2 separate regions of the Mus musculus genome follow, and region 1 is linked to region 2. A link is a contact called in public HiChIP or PLAC-seq data. All regions are on one chromosome and are shown on one strand. The core of a region is the stretch at or near the end of the contact, and the rest is flanking DNA. Distances in the headings are between cores, read along the strand shown.

Region 1 (7,930 bases), core at 1,357-3,856, 66 kb before region 2:
TTTTTCTTCTTATTATTATTGTTTTACGTTATTTTAAGTGTATGGGTGTGGGTAGATCTGTGCACTATGTACATGAGCCAGAAAAGGGTGCTGGATGCCCTGGCATTGGAATCACAGATGGTGTGAACCACTTTAGAGGCACTGGGAATCGAACCCTGGTCCCCTGGGACAATAACTAGTACCCATAACCACTGAGCCATCACTCCAGCTCCTTCTTTTAAAATTAAGAACACGTTTTTGTTGTTGTGTTGTTTTTCTCTGCGCTGAGCATGGAACCCAGGTCTTCATGCATGGTGGGCATAATGGTTGCCAACTTGACTTGGGATGCTCAGCTTTAACTGTCACCTTGACACAACCTAGACTCACCTGGGAAGAGTCTCAGGGAGGGACTGTCTACCCTGGGTTGTCTTGTGGTCTTGTCTATGGAGGATTATCTTGATGATGTTACTTGATGCCGCCCACTGTGGGTGGCTCCATTCCCTAGGCAGGAAGACCTGAATGTATAAGCGCAATCAAGCTGGGCAAAGCAAGCAAGTGTGCATGCGCTCACAGCTCTCTGCTCCTGACTGTGGATGGGCTATGACTGCTGTTTAAGGTCCCAGCCTTGACTTCTGCAAAATGATGGGCTGGAACCTAGAATCATGAGCTAGAATCAACCCTTTCTCCCATAAGCTGTTCTCTGTCAGAATATTTTCTCACAACAACAGAAATGAAATTAGGACAGCTGCCAACCTGAACGGACTGAGAAGCACCCATGTTAGTGAGGAGACACACCTCTGCCTGTGATGAAGCTCCCAGACAGGTCCAAGGAACAGGGCAATGCCTGCCCTGATGATGGACCACACCATCCCATAAGTGAACCATCAGATGGTTCACTTTGAAAGTTGTTTGTGTCAGTGTCACAGTGAGGGAGAGGCTAAGCAAGGGCAGAGCTCAGAGTGTGGACTCTCAGCCCTGCTCCGTTGTGTTTATGTTTTATTATTACTACCACTACCTATTATTGTTGTTGTTGTTGTTGTCGTTATTGTTAATTTATCATTATTATAGCATATCTGGGTTTCTGGTAACTTGCTTTACCCAGAAACGCCTACTTCTCTCCTGCCTCAGGGATTCTAGCCTGCTCCCTGGCAAATTCATGCTCAGGGCTAATAGGGGCTTCCTTACTAACTTGGCCACTCTCCACCATTCATCTTTTCTGCTTCCATTGGTCTGTTTAGAGAGCTGCTGTTGGGCGTCAGCGTTGTCACCAGCATGCACGCACCCTGAGGACTATCCAGTGCATCTTCAGGGTCACATGCAGGGCCACTAAGGCTCTCTGACAGCACCAGCTCAACCCCCCACATGTTGTCCCCTCACCTCCTCTCACCCATTTCCTTACTCCTTGGAGAGCCCCACCCCAGCACTGGATCAGTCTTTGGCCTGCTTAGCCCCTCACCTCTGCAGTCCCCACTGCTTCTTCTCAGCACAGCCCCTGACTCTGTGAGTGACCTCAGCCCATCCACCTGGACCTCAGCCAAAACCACAAAACCTACATGTGTACGCATGCACAGGTATGCACACACATCTGCTTGTGCACAGGTTTGTGCACACCAAGGCACGTGTACCCACTCACTACAGTCCTGCCTTCATTTTTGTTTTTGTTTTTGTTTTTTGAGACAGGGTTTCTCTGGATAGCCCTGGCTGTCCTGGAACTCACTCTGTAGACCAGGCTGGCCTCAAACTCAGAAATCCGCCTGCCTCTGCCTCCCGAGTACTGGGATTAAAGGCGTGCACCACCTTGCCCAGCTAGTCCTGCCTTCCAATCTCGATATTAAATGGGGGTGAGGTGGGGTGGGGCTAAATCGCAGGATGCCTGTTTGCGTAGCCAAGTTTTTACCTGCCCTGCCTGTCCTGCAGGCTACAGAAGTTCCCTCCATGGCCTTTACATACGAAATCCCTTGTCTTACTCTGTCCTGGGCCATTGCTGGCAGTTCTATGTCTTGGCTCTTTCTGTGTCTAAAGCAACCCGCACCCCCAGGACTGTGGCTTCCAGCTATGGCCCCAGTCCCAAACAGAAGCTCAGCTCATGCTTGCTATGGGAAGATGAGGATGGAGCACAAACCCTGACCCCTGCTTCTGTGTAGTGTTCATGGATGAGAAGGGACCTTGTTTTTTGTCCTTGTATAGCCGGTTCAAAACAACAGGAAGGCTGCATCATGGTGGATGTCCTACAGATAATGAAATGTTGGCCCAGAGAGCTCAAACCATTTGCCAGCCACGAAGCCTGCCAGAACAGGACTTATACAATGAAAAACCAGATAACCCCGGGGACCCTCCAGTCCAAACCTCCCCATTCTGACTGGAGCCCGGAACCATGGCATGAGCTCACTCACAGCTGAGCTGCCTCCAGGAAGAGCCCCCTTTGTCTACACAGGGGCTTCATTTTAAGGTTTATCCTAGAATGCGGTTCTCAGCACACAGTAGGCACTCAGAGAATACAACTCAGAAGAGAAAGATGCACAGGAAGATGGAAGGGAAGCAAGGGAGACATCCACACCTCCGATAGCCTATACCATCCTCTAGGGGGAGACATCCACACTTCTGATGGCCTACACTGTCCACTAGGGGGAGACATCCACACCTCTGATACCGTCCTCTAAATTACAGGCAGGAGAGGCAGGCAATGCCTATCTATCACTTTCACTTGGTAGCTAACAAGAGACTGTCTGTCCAGAGTGGGGTGTGTTCTCCTTGGAGACCACTAGGGGAGCCAACATTCAACCAGACCACAAGGAAGCCTATGTAGAGGGTTCCATCCTAATATTATCCGGTTCTCCCCTCCCCTGAGGATCTGTGACCCAAATCTACTAGGCATTATAAGATTCCACAGCCACTCCAAGTCACTTGGTGTGGCTCCGGGTCACTGCTACCTGCAGAGAGCCAACACTCCGAAAACAGGAAGGGCTGCTACCCTAATGGGATGCTGACAAGCTTAGTCCTCCCCAGGGGTCTCTTCTTTTGTCTTTGATTTGTTTTGTATTGTTGGTGTTTGTTCTTCATTTTGTTTTTGTTTGTTTTTGTTGTTCAATATAGCGTTTCTCTGTGTAGCCTTGGCTGTCTTAGAACTCACTCTGTAGACCTGGCTAGCCTTGAACTCAGAGATCTGCCTACCTCTGCCTCTGTAGTGCTGGGACTGCAAGTATGTGCCACCACTGCTTGGCCAAGGGTCTGTCTCTTCTTACTGCCACCTCCACTAAGGGCAAGGTTTGGGTCCTAGAGGCGGACTTGGTACCCAGACCTACCCTAGACGGTCCCAAAGGGCAGAGCTCTCAGGACTGCAGCCACCAAAGCAGGCTCTTTGTCCAACATCCTGACAAGAGTTTCGAGGTCTGGCCCCTAATTGAGATTATAACTGAGAGGCAAGGGATCCAGCTGTAGGCTTGGGAGCCAGGCTAGAGCTCCCCAAAACTGCTCCTGCCTAGTGTCAGCATTCTCCTCAGGAACAACCAGTTCCTCACAGGGACCTCTGAACACCAAGCCACCAGGCAGAGCTAGCAGGCAGTCTTCAAGTGGCAGGGGCCTCTGGAAGCCCGCAGAGCTTGGAGTTGAGAAGGAGTCCCTGTTGTGTCTCCCTATGTTTGTATCCCTGTAGATCCCCTGTCCTGCTGCTTCCAGAGATGCTGGGAGACACACGGGGTGAGGACCCGGGGCCCAGGTGAAGCTGATGCTATACTCACCCTGGCTAAACAGGCCAAGCTGCTCTGAGGCCCAGGCTTGGCTGCAGTGCCAAAGGCAAACAGCCTGCTCTCCACTCTGCTGTCTAGGTCAGGAACCCAAGTTCAAATCCTGGGTCCAACTCTTGTTTGGGTTTTTTGCTTTGTTTTGTTTTTTTGAGACAAGGTTTCTCCATGTAGCCCTGACTGTCCTGAAACTCACTCTGTAGACCAAGCTGGCCTCGAACTTACAGAGATCCACTTGTTTCTGCCTCATGAGTGCTGGGACTAAATTAAAGGTGCCGCTGAATTCAACTCTTTGATACTCCTGTGTTCCCTAAAACTTTGGAAAAGTCTTTGAGCCCCAGCTTCCTCAGAAGAAGAGGGCACCATGGTGCCAAGCCCACGGAAGTGAAGCAGGATGACACCCTGCAGGTACTGGCTCTCCCTGGGACATCCGCTCCTTCACATTGGCAGCTCACTGGGGTCTCACCTCTCGGATCAACTGCTTCTCAGCCTCCGTGTCCTGCTGGACAGTAGTTGGGGACAGCAGCTTCTCCTCAGACTGGACTGGGCCTGGGGGTGTCTGAGTGGACAGCAGGGCTGGAGAGAAAGAGACAGGAGAAGCGGAGGGTGAGCACCCAGGGACCAGGCATAAATGTGCCCCTCTGTAAAACGCAATCCACCAGTCACCGGAGAGTTCAGGTCACTGGGGACATAGCACTAGACACCGACACACCACCGTGCACTGCGTGCTAGGAGAGAAAAGTGAGCAAAAGTGTAATGGTCACAAAGGAAGGGCGGGAGGATGCTCAGAAGCTGAGTGCCCCGATGCTGACCTCAGGAAGACCTCAGTGGAGAGCAGATGGAGCCAGAATCAGGGGAGAGGAGAGAGCCAGGCAGAGATGGGGGAAGAGCTTCCAGACAGAGCGGTAGAGTGGAAAGACCAGAGCAGCTCCAGACCTATGCTGGGATGTCTAGGGTGATGGGGACAGCGGATGGAGAGGAGAGGAAAGGAAGCCAGGCCCTGAAAGCTTCAGCAGTGAGTACCAGGGGGAGGGAGCGGGGGAAGACCCAGGAGACCTGGGCACAGTCAGCATTGATGTCAGGGAGGGAGTGCGAAGGAGTGTATGGGAAAAAAGGTGGGAAAAGGGGCAGAGGGCAACTGGCGAGTCAGGCTTTAATATGTATATGTACGTATCTGTCTGTCTGTCTGTATATGTATGTGTGTGTGTATATATATTGTGTGTCTGTGTATATGTATATGTGTATATGTATATATGTGTGGATGTATGTGTGTGTATGTATATATGTGTATGTGTGTGGATGTATGTGTGTGTGTGTGTATATGTATATATATGTGTGTGCGTGTGTGTGTGTTTATGTATATGTATGTGTGTGTGTATTTGGTTTGTTGTTATTTGTTGTTGGTTTCTCTGTGTAGCCCTGGCTGTCCTGGAACTTGCTCTGCAGACCAGGTTGGCCTTAAACTGAAAGATCCGCCTGCCTCTGCCTCCCAAGTGCTGGGATTAAAGGCGTGCGCCACCGCACCACCATGCTAACTTAATCATTTTAATTGATTTTTTTTTACGTGCACGGTACCAGCATTATAAATATAAGTCCATGCTCCACCTGTGTGTCTAGTACCCACAGAGGCCAGAAGAGTATGTCAGATCCCCTGGAATTGGAGTTAGTTACAGCTTCCGTGTAGGTGCTGGAAATCAAACCCCGATCCTTTGGAAAAGCAGTCGGGGCTCTTAACCACTGAGTCACCTCTCCAGCCCCAAGAGTAAGGGTTTAGAGAGGAGGGTTACAGTAGAGGCCACGAGGCTGGGCTATTCGATGGGTGGGGCAGGCCCGCCTGGAGTAGGGGCAAGAAGAGGGTGTCCGGGAGAGAAACATGAGCCCACTGAGGTAGCTACAAGAGGCAGACAGCTACGCCACAGCTTGCAAAAGGGACAGGGAGAAGAAATATGCAGTAGCTCCGGGGTCAGAGGCTGAGGCCACACAATAATGGTATTGCACACTAGGCTAGGAGTCTCACACACATGCGTGGTCTACGACCCTGGTCACCTGGAGGCTCTGCCTTTAGGTATTGCCTTCTGAAGTGCCTTCCCCCCACCCCCAGCAGAAACCTAGCAGGACACCTGACTCCATCTTGATAAAGGGCGCAAGCTCCAGGGGCTAGGTGACATGCCCAAAGGACCAGGTAAGCTATTGACCGCTGCTTGATCTCAGCACAGTACTTGGTACCAGGCCAGCCACTACTGCCCGCTGAGCATCAGGGCTCTAACCTGAGAAGGGCGCCCATTCTGCAGGGCTGTGTTAGCTGCTGGGCTGGGGACTCACTGAGGAACTAGAACTTGACCCTCTCCTGCCATTCCTTTGCCAGTCTTGGGGATGTGGAGTCAGGACAGGGAAAAGGGAAGGGGAAAGATCCTGCTGCATTGGCCACTGGCTACCTGAGCGCCCGCCCCTCCCCCACCCTGCCCTAAGGCAGCCAGCAGAAGTCTGTGGAGTTAGACAAACTTTGTCCTAGAATCTAGTAGGGAAGTTCCTTTTTATTGTTCTTTTTTTTTTTTTTTTTTTCCCTCGAGACAGGGTTTCTCTGTGTAGCCCTGGCTGTCCTGGAACTTACTTTGTAGACCAGGCTGGCCTCGAACTCAGAAATCCGCCTGCCTCTGCCTCCCAAGTGCTGGGATTAAAGGCGTGCGCCACCACCTCACAGATTCTTATGCCCCAGGACTCAGCTACCATATCCTCTGTGGAGCCTTTTCTCTGTGGAGGCTTTTCTCTCTGGAAGCACAGCCTTCCAGTCTGGCTTGCATCCTCTGCCCCGGTGGCCGGGCTCCCTTAAAGTTTGCTCCCCTTCCCTAGAGAGTCACAGCCTGGGTCTCGGTCACCTGTGTCCCAGTGTTCAGCCCTGGTCTACATACAAAGAAGCGCTAGGGAACTTAGGGTGGGTGGGAGGGTGGGAGGGTTGCGGGTGGAGAATGAATGGGTGGATATGTGAACAACGGGGGTGGGGGTGGAATCCCAATGGGTGAATGGATAGGAGAAGAGGGGGTGAAGCAGGGAAGGTGGGTGCTGGAAGGATGGATGGGGGGACTGGGTAGGCAATGGAGTTGGTGGGAGGGAGGAGGGGGAGGGGCGGCTGGTGGGTGGGGCAATGGGTAGATAACTGTACAGAAGGGGTCCAACTGAGCCAGGCAGGCCCGAGGACCAAGGGGCTGAGGCTAGACTTTCCTATGCTCACTGCTCCTAAGAGACAGAGCATCAGAACACTCTGGTGTTCCCGCAGGCCTGCCATCCAGACCTGCATTTCCATGCCTCCCAGATGAATTGCAAACGGCAGCTATGATTACGGAGCTGGGGTGGGCTGGCTGGAGGGATGTGAGTCACCCAGATGCTAAGAACATGATGTCCCTGCCACTGAGCCAGGGAGACAATCGGGTAGACAGGTGGATGACAGATGAACAGCCTGAGGTGGGGTGTGAGCTGTGAGCTGGCTGGAGATGCCAGCCAGCCAGTCAGCCCTAGCCAGCCCTCGCCAGCCCTCTTCCTGGGGCCACAGGCAGATAGGGGCCATTACCATCGGGGTATGCTGAGCTGAAGGTGCCAAAGGAGAACCTGGAAGTCAGGGAAAAGCAGGGACTTTTCGATGGGAAATCTGCTTGGCCCACCCTCTCCTGCTACCCCAGGCTATCCCACCTGACAGGTTGCCAGGGCCCATCTGCTGGGCGAGGATAGCCTTTAGCCTCTTGATCTCTTCCTGGTACTCTCGAAGCAGGGCATCCTTGGGGTCTTCATTAATGCGTGGCTTGTTCTTGATGTTCTTGGCCCTGTTAGCATAGCGCAGCGTACTGAGGGTCTCATCGTAATTGTTGTCTGCGGGAGACAGGCAAGCCACCATCAGAGTCTTGGTGTTGCCACCCAGTGAGTCCTGAAGCAGTCGGGTCAGCTTCGAGTCCCGGTAAGGAATGTGCTTGCAGCGCCCATCCACCAGTGCCGAGATGACGTTGCCCAGCGCCGACAGTGACAGGTTAATTTTGGTGGCCTCCTTCAGCCTTTCCCCTGTGGCCCCAGTCTTGGATTGCCGCTCACTGCCGGCCAGGTCTACCAGGTTGAGCTTGCCTGCACGAAGATGGTCCTTACCCCGTTCATCTGCAGACAGGCAGGCAAGGGGCAACAGCTGGGTGAGCCCCACATCTTTCTAAGATGCGGATGGCCCTCAGGGC
Region 2 (7,344 bases), core at 581-3,080:
TCTAATGTCACTAACAGACCAGTAAATCCCTCACACAGCTCCCAGGCTTTTCCTCACTCAGATAAAACATCGTGATTGCTAGCGACTTTCCCATTTCATTAAGTAGCATGTAGTGATATCTATCACGGCCAGGGATAGAGGCCGATCAAACACACAGCTCCACAGGGCTCCAGTTTAGACTTGCATCTGCACAGGCCTCAGTAACTTCCTAGTCAGCGTCCAGGGGTCCACCTCCTAAGTAAGTATGAAAGCTAGGGCTAAGAACCTCAATCTTAACCCTACTACATGTGTACTCTCCGGTGTCAGTTCACAGTAGCACCCCCTGCACTCACACACAGGAGGCTGAGGCAGGAGGAGCACAGAGTCCCAAGGAAGCATTAGGGAGACCACCTCAAAAACAAAATTTGAGAGCAGCTTTGAACAAATCACTCTGAAACTGAAAGCTCGTGGCAGCCTTATATGGCCTATGCTGAAGATAAAATTGAAGATAAAATAAAAATTAAAAACTTCAAACGATTTCCTAATAGCTTCTAGGCCCTTCTGGCTAAGATCAAATGCAGAATGACTCTCTAGACACATTTCACGTCTAAGATGCTTGCGTATGAGGTCCAGGTCTAATAAGACTCGTTCTCCAAAGCAACGGGCAGTCGGAGAAGGGCAGTAAAGCAGCCTGGGGGAGAAGTCATGAGCACTTCTGGCTGTGAAGGAGGGTTTAGCTCAAGGGCGTTAAGGAAAACTGCCTGCTTAAGTCTGGATCGACTCGGGCCTAGGCTTAAGACGGCTGCCACTGACAATCCTGCGCCGGCCTGGGGAGCGCGGCGGAGGCCGGGGGAGGTGTAGGCTCGCGGGGGACACAGAAGCGCAAGGCCGTCGGGGTAGCGGCGGCGGCGACAGCAGCGAAGCGACAGCGCCCAGAGGCTGAGCATCGCCCGGAGGAGCAGCGAAGACAAAGGCGGGAGCGAGCGGCTGCGCGACAGAGAGCCGTGGCGGTGACAGCGCAGGGCTAGCGGGAGTGGGGAGTAAGATGGGCGCGGGACTGCTGAGGGCGGCGGCGGAGGTACCGCGCAGAGACCACGCCGCGCTCCTGGCTGCGGGGACCCGGCGGCGACCAGCGGCGACCGGCGTGGCCTCAGCTCTGCACACTCACCACTGGGGACTCCGTAATGGCGGCCACGGCGGCGGCGGGGGCGGAGAAGCCGGGAGGGCGGGCCCGCCGCAGCCACTCACTAGTGCCGGCATCTTTCGAACCGGGCTTGAAGACAAGTTGACAGTAGGCCGAGGGGAGGAGGGCGCGGCGGAAGTCGGGCCACAGGCCTCGGAGCATGCGCAAGCCCGCAGCCAATAGGGCTCCGCGGCGCACGCCGGAGCATGCGCACTGAGACAAGCACGGAGGGGGGGTGGGCCCGACCCGAGAAGAGCTGCCCCTCCTCCCCAAGTCCAAACAAAACAAGGGCGGGAGCGCGCGCCGCGGGGCCCGAGTGGCCCGCGCGCCAGGGGCAGGGGCCGGGTGGCGGGCGCGACGCGAGAGGGCGCAGCGGCCGCGGCGGACGGACAAAAGCCGCCGGCCTTCGGTGCCCGCGTCCCGCCTCTTGCGCCCGGGCAGCGGCGTCAGCGCCCAGGCCGGTGGCCCTCCGCTACTCACTCGCGCACGGAGCTCGCGCCCACTCCCTGCGCGCCGGGTCCGGGTCCATCCCGCGTTACCTCTGAGCTCCGGCGCCCGCGTTCCCGTACGGCCTCTCGGCGTTGCCGCGGACCACCGATCGCCGACTCGCGACACCGCTGTCCTCCAGGCCGGGCACCGAGCTCTGCCGCCCCGCCCCCCTGCCCGCGGCCTCACGCGCGCGCCCCCGCGCCGGCCCCGCCCCCGCGCGCGCCCGCCAAGTGGGTCCCCGGGCGGGCGCGCAGGGGCGCGACAGGGCGCTCGTGGGGGAGGTGGGGGGGAACGGCGGACGACGGGAGGCAGAGCGTGGCTGGGAGCGCTAGCTTCCTGGCTGCGTCCTGCGTGCTCGGCGCAGTCTCTGTCTCCGACCCCGAGTCCTTCGGGTTTGGGGTTCCAGCCTCCCTTTAGCCCTGGAAGACGGTGCTAGACAACAACAGCCACTTCCTGAGTCCACAGGGAATTGGCAGTGTAGTGAGCAAGGACTGGTCATACACGGCCTGGAAGATGCGTGAGCCGGGCTGCCCCCAGCTTCTTGATTTGCATGCACAGACAGCTTCCCCACCCCCAGCACCCAAAAGAAACCACGGAATTAGAAGGGAGTCGCCTTTTATTTGGCACTTTACGTTGAGATCTGCCTATTCATGTAATGTGCACACCACCGCCTTTGAAAATTGTAGTTCTTGGGGCTGAAGAAGTAGTTTAGTTGTTAGTATGTGTCTAGTCTGAAGAAAGCCCTGGGTGCCATCGCCAGCACCTAGAGCCCAGTGTGATGACGCAGACTCAATAGGTGGCATCAAGAGGATCGAAATTTCAAGGCCATTTTGGGTAGGTAACCAACCTGAGGCCAGCTTGGAATGCACGAGAGCCTGTGTAAAGAAGGAAAAGGAAATGAAGGATTGCAGGTGTAGTTCTTCAAAGCCACTTTGGAAAAATTCAATGTACCTCAAGTAGCCGGAGTCTTGTGGGTATCGGCCTGGTACATGCATGGCACCGCAACTGCAGGTCAATCAAAGCGCTTATTACGGAAACCAATTAGACACACTTTCAGTCCTCTCCACCTGCCAGAGTGGCTGAAACTCCAAGGGTTCTAAGAAGATTAAATAAATCACCCCACCAAAAATTCCTCCCTGGTGAGCGTCTGTACTAGTGACATCACCCATTCCCCTGAACACTGGGATCATGGGCAATCTCTTCAAAGGGATTTATGGGGAGGATCTGAGAGGATTTGGAGAGGAGGGGACCTGATCAAGTATGTCATATGAAAAAAAAATTAAATATTAAAAAGGGATTTTGGTCTTTTTGAAGAATTCTGTTTTAAAACCATCTTTTAATTTTTTATATGTGTGTGTACCTGTTTGTATGTGTTCCGGGTGTGTGCAGATGTCTAAGGATTGTCTGCACTCCTGGGAATTGAGTTAGTAGGTTGTAAGCTGTCTGATGTGGGTGCTGGGAACCAAACCGAGATCCTCTACAAGAGCAAGGGACCTCAGCCACGGAGACACCTGTCCCCATCCCACTTTTATGTATTGGCATAATTGGGAACTTGCTACATTTGGTGTGTGTCCTTGTTTGAGACAGGATCTCTCTATGTAGTTTTGCCTGTTGACATTTCATCTAGGCTATGTCCCACAGTTACCTGGCAATAGCCAGGTGTGTCTAACTCACTAAAAAAGGCGCTTCTTTGCCCCCTCCTCGATCTCTTGCTCTTGCTCTGACCTCTCACCCCTTGCCCCTCCCTCTCCACATGGTCATAACCTGCCCCCCCCTCTTTCTCTGCCTTCCAACTCCCCTCCCCATGCCCTGAATAAACCCTATTCTATACACTACATCCATCTATGGCTGGTCTCTCAGGGGGAAGGGATGCCTCAGCATGGGCCCACAGAGACACCCCCTTATCTCACATTATACCTGGCCTCTATCAAACATATCCCTGGTTTCTCTATTTTTATAAAATACAACATTGCCTGGCCTGGAGCTTACTATGTAGATCAGAGTGGCCTCAAAGTCACATTTTTAAGTCCTACCTCATGCAAGATGAGCCCAATAAGAATTGAGAGACATACAGAGTTTTGCCTAAGATTTAAGAACAAACAAACAAACAAACAACTCTTATGTAGAAGAAAGCAAAATGATAGGACAAAAATTTCAAGAACATAAAACCAAGTTCTTGCCAAAACCTGAGTGTCATACGTTTCAAGAAAATACTTGGAACCTGGTACAATGGGACCATCCCTTTGATCACAGTACTCAGAAGGCAGAGTGGGGCAGATCTCTCGAAGTTCAAGGTTAGCTTTGTCTACTTAGTTCCAGGACAGTCAAGGCTATGTGACCCTGTCTTGAAAAATCAAACCCTGAGGAAGTCACTCTCTAGATTTCAACAAAAGCTAAGGTATGTTTAACTTAGCATATAGCAAGTTTTGCAGAATCCACAGCCTGTTGTTAAGGCAATAATTGTTTTTTTCTCCCTCCCGAGTCCTTAGATGTAGACCTGTAGGACACAAAAGTCTGTTGGACTAAAACTTCATGTTTGTATAGAAAAGAGGGGGTGACTTTAGAGTTAGGCATAAAGATGGATAAAGATGAAGCAACAGCTGACTGACTCGCAGAGTTCCAGCCCAGAACCCAGTGGTGCAGTCACAAGGCTGAGCACAGAACAATGCTTACCGTCTTAGTCATAGCTCATATTTACTTCAAGAGCTCTGAAGAATAAACTTTGGATGTCAGGGAGGGAGAGGTTTCTGTTTCCAATGGAGTGACTCATTTCTTTGCAAGAGTTGTGGTGGCAGGACTGCAGTTTCAGGCTTGGGTTCCTTCAGGGTGTCCAGTATGAATGAGACTGGGGTTGGCGGTATGTCACTTGATTTTCCTGATGTCCAGCCAGAAGACTGGACAGTGACTCTCAATTACTGGCTCTTGAGATGGGAGAGTAACAGAATTGACCATTCATATCTATCTAGAGAAGGAAATGGAGGCTAGGGAAAGGGCCCATAGGAGTTTCTGTTATTGTTTGTGATGTCACTGACGCCAGATAAGCAGTATGCCTGGACACCCTTCCTCCCCATTACACATTCTCCGTTTACTGGTGGCCATAGTTATAACTCCTTTTTAGCATAATAATCAACCTTGAAAGTTCTTCTCAAAACTTTTGTATTCCAGGGTTAGGGATGTATATAGCTCAGTGGTAGACTATTTGCCTGGCCTGAGAAAGATCCTAGGTTCAATCACTAGTAGGGTAAAGGAAGAGACAGAAATACTCAGAATTCTGGAGTCCAGGTGAGATAGCTCAGCTGGTAAAGGAGACAGCCAACAGGCTGACAACTTGAGTTGGAGCTCCAGAAACCAATATGGTTGGAGAGAAGTGACTCCCACATTTACACATATGAACCCCAATAAATAGAAGTGTATAACTCTGAAACACATCTACGCCCAATAGCTTTTGACAAAGGCTTACAAGCTAGCGTTGGTGCGTAGCTCTGCAGAGCACTTGCTCTAGCATGTGTGAGGCCCTGGGTGCAACAGGAAAGAAAAGGATTCTGAACTATGTAGAACAGGTTGACCTTGAACCCACAGTGATCCTCCTGCCTCTGCCTCCTGAGTGCTGGGATTAAAGGCACATGCCACCATGTCTGGGCCAGACTTTCAGTTTTTAAACCGAGGAAATTCCAGCAAACTGAGTAGGTTGCTCCATCTACCATCTTTGCTTTGTAAATACTGTTGACAGCTGGGGACCTGAAGCTTCTGGGCAGTGGGGTGGCTCAGCAGGTGGCCTAGCAGGTACAGCCACTTGCTGCCAAGCCTGACAAACTACATTCAGTCCCTGGTACCCACTTAGTGGGAGGTGAGATCCTAACTCATCCAAATTGTCCTTTGACCTCTGTAATTCATGACACAGCACAAGACAAATGAATGTAATAGTTTTTTTTGTTTTTGTTTTTGTTTTTGAGACAGGGTTTCTCTGTATAGCCCTGTCTGTCCTGGAACTCACTTTGTAGACCAGGCTGGCCTCAAACTTAGAAATCTGCCTGCCTCTGCCTCCCAAAGTGCTGGGTTTAAAGGTTTGCACCATCACACCCAGCTATAGTTATTTAAAAAAAAAAAAAAAAGATTAAGGGTATAGTTTGTTCTGGGCGATTTCACTACCCCAACTTTGATGGGGTGGCTCACTCCACACTTGTGCCATGCAGTACACCCTCCTATCCCTAGGCTATGCTCCCATACAGCACACTGCTATAGCACTTGTAGGCAACTGTTAACACAGTAGCATCTGTGTATGGAAAACAAAAATGCAGTAACAACGTGGAGCAGGGGAGCTAGAGAGCTGGCTGGGAGACTAACAGTGCTTTCTGGTTTTGCAGAGGACCAGCGTTTGGTTTCCAGGACTCACATCACCTTATCAGCTCACAACTGCCTGTAATGCCAGGCCATCTGAAACCCTCTTCTGGCCTGCACTCATGCACGCTTCCCATCCCTCTGCCCAGAGGTATACACATAAAAGAAAAACAAAATCTTGGGCTGGAGATACAGCCTGGTATTTAAGAACACTTAACTGCTCTTCCAGAGGTCTGGGTTCAATTTCCAGCACCCACATAGCAATTCCTAACCACCTGATAACATGGGTCAAGAGATTGGTTTTTTTTTTCTCCCAATACTCCATTTATTTTTAAGAATTATTTATAATTTTACTAATTATAGGGTCAAGAGATTCTGATACACTCTTTTGGTCTCCAAGGGCACCAGGCACACCTGTGATACAGCTAAATACATGCAGGTAAGACAGTGATATATAGAGAAAGGAATGTTCGTATTTATACAACAGCAGGCACTGGGGGTTGTCAGCTCCACTGTATGCAGATAACTGCAGTGTTGGATGGGTTATCGCCCACCAGAATCCCAGAGTTCTCTTACCTGCTCAGAAAAGGCCCATCTGGACTGCTCTTAGAAGGGCTATTCAAATCGCTCAGGGCATGGGGGTGGGGCTCGAGTGGACCCTCACCATGCCCTACCCACCTTTCTTCCTTTTTGGACAAGCCACGTAAGGACCGCCTGCAGACAGCTGAGGCTTCCCCTCTCTTTCCTAGTACCAAGTCTTGATTCCTATCAAGGTCATTTTTGCTGCCAGCTTCTTTGATGGCCTAACTCACTTCTTTAGAAAAAAATTCATGTTTCTTAAAAGTTGCCTCAAGGCAGCAAGTCACTCGTGCCTGTTTGAGCTCTTATTGTTGCTTCATTGGTAACGACTTGAGGTTTCCAGTACGATTTAGTCATCCAGGCAACAACTCAATGCCAGCCCCCACTAATTTTTTTTTTTTTTTTTCCTTGAGACAGGGTTTCTCAGTGTAGCCCTGGCTGTTCTGGAACTCCCTTTGTAGACCAGGTTGGCCTCAAACTCAAGAGGCCTGTCTGCATCTGTTTTCCAAGTAATCAGATTAAAGGCATGGACCACCATCACCCAGCTAACTTCTGTTTTGTTTTGTTTTGTTTTTTCCAAGACAGGGCCAATGTAGCTCTGTCCTGAATCTATGTAGACAGACCAGGCCTATCTGCCTTCTGAGTGCTGGGATAAAAGGTGGCAGTCATCATGCCCGGTCTTCCTACTTCCTTCTGAGACAGCATCCCGTTGCTTTGCCGAGGATAACCTGATCCTCTGCCTCCACTTCCCAGTGCTGGGATTGCAGACGTGTGCG

Evidence for each region. HiChIP or PLAC-seq counts read pairs in DNA pulled down with a chosen protein or histone mark.
Region 1: a contact with region 2 is called in an H3K4me3 HiChIP or PLAC-seq map of bone marrow-derived macrophages, with 2.1 times the contacts expected there. The contact joins the enhancer-like site here to the promoter of Hp1bp3 in region 2. A contact is called at or near these places in 3 of 39 promoter capture datasets (the 3T3-L1 cell line, hematopoietic stem and progenitor cells and trophoblast stem cells), 2 of 15 datasets of contacts at CTCF or cohesin (large pre-B cells and pro-B cells), 10 of 484 Hi-C or Micro-C datasets (B cells, CD4 T cells, Th2 cells and 5 more), 15 of 115 datasets of contacts at active chromatin or transcription factors (the 230-238 cell line, the HPC-7 cell line, the SCID.adh cell line and 9 more) and 3 of 9 other capture datasets (adipose tissue, liver and pancreatic islet).

Annotation. Positions count from the first base shown.
Region 1 is chr4:138,277,722-138,285,651 of GRCm38.p6, reverse strand. Kif17 (kinesin family member 17) reads right to left here. Exons shown (of 15, transcript NM_010623.4): 5 at 7,404-7,856; 6 at 4,186-4,295. Among named protein-coding and RNA genes, the nearest start is that of Kif17, 19 kb to the right of the region's middle. Within about 2 kb of position 2,606, at least 59 of the 459 cell types and tissues checked have an H3K27ac peak or open chromatin away from gene starts, as enhancers often do. A contact at or near this core is called in the 230-238 cell line and bone marrow-derived macrophages, where this site is marked.
Region 2 is chr4:138,211,098-138,218,441 of GRCm38.p6, reverse strand. Hp1bp3 (heterochromatin protein 1, binding protein 3) reads right to left here and starts at 1,830. Exons shown (of 13, transcript NM_010470.3): 1 at 1,702-1,830.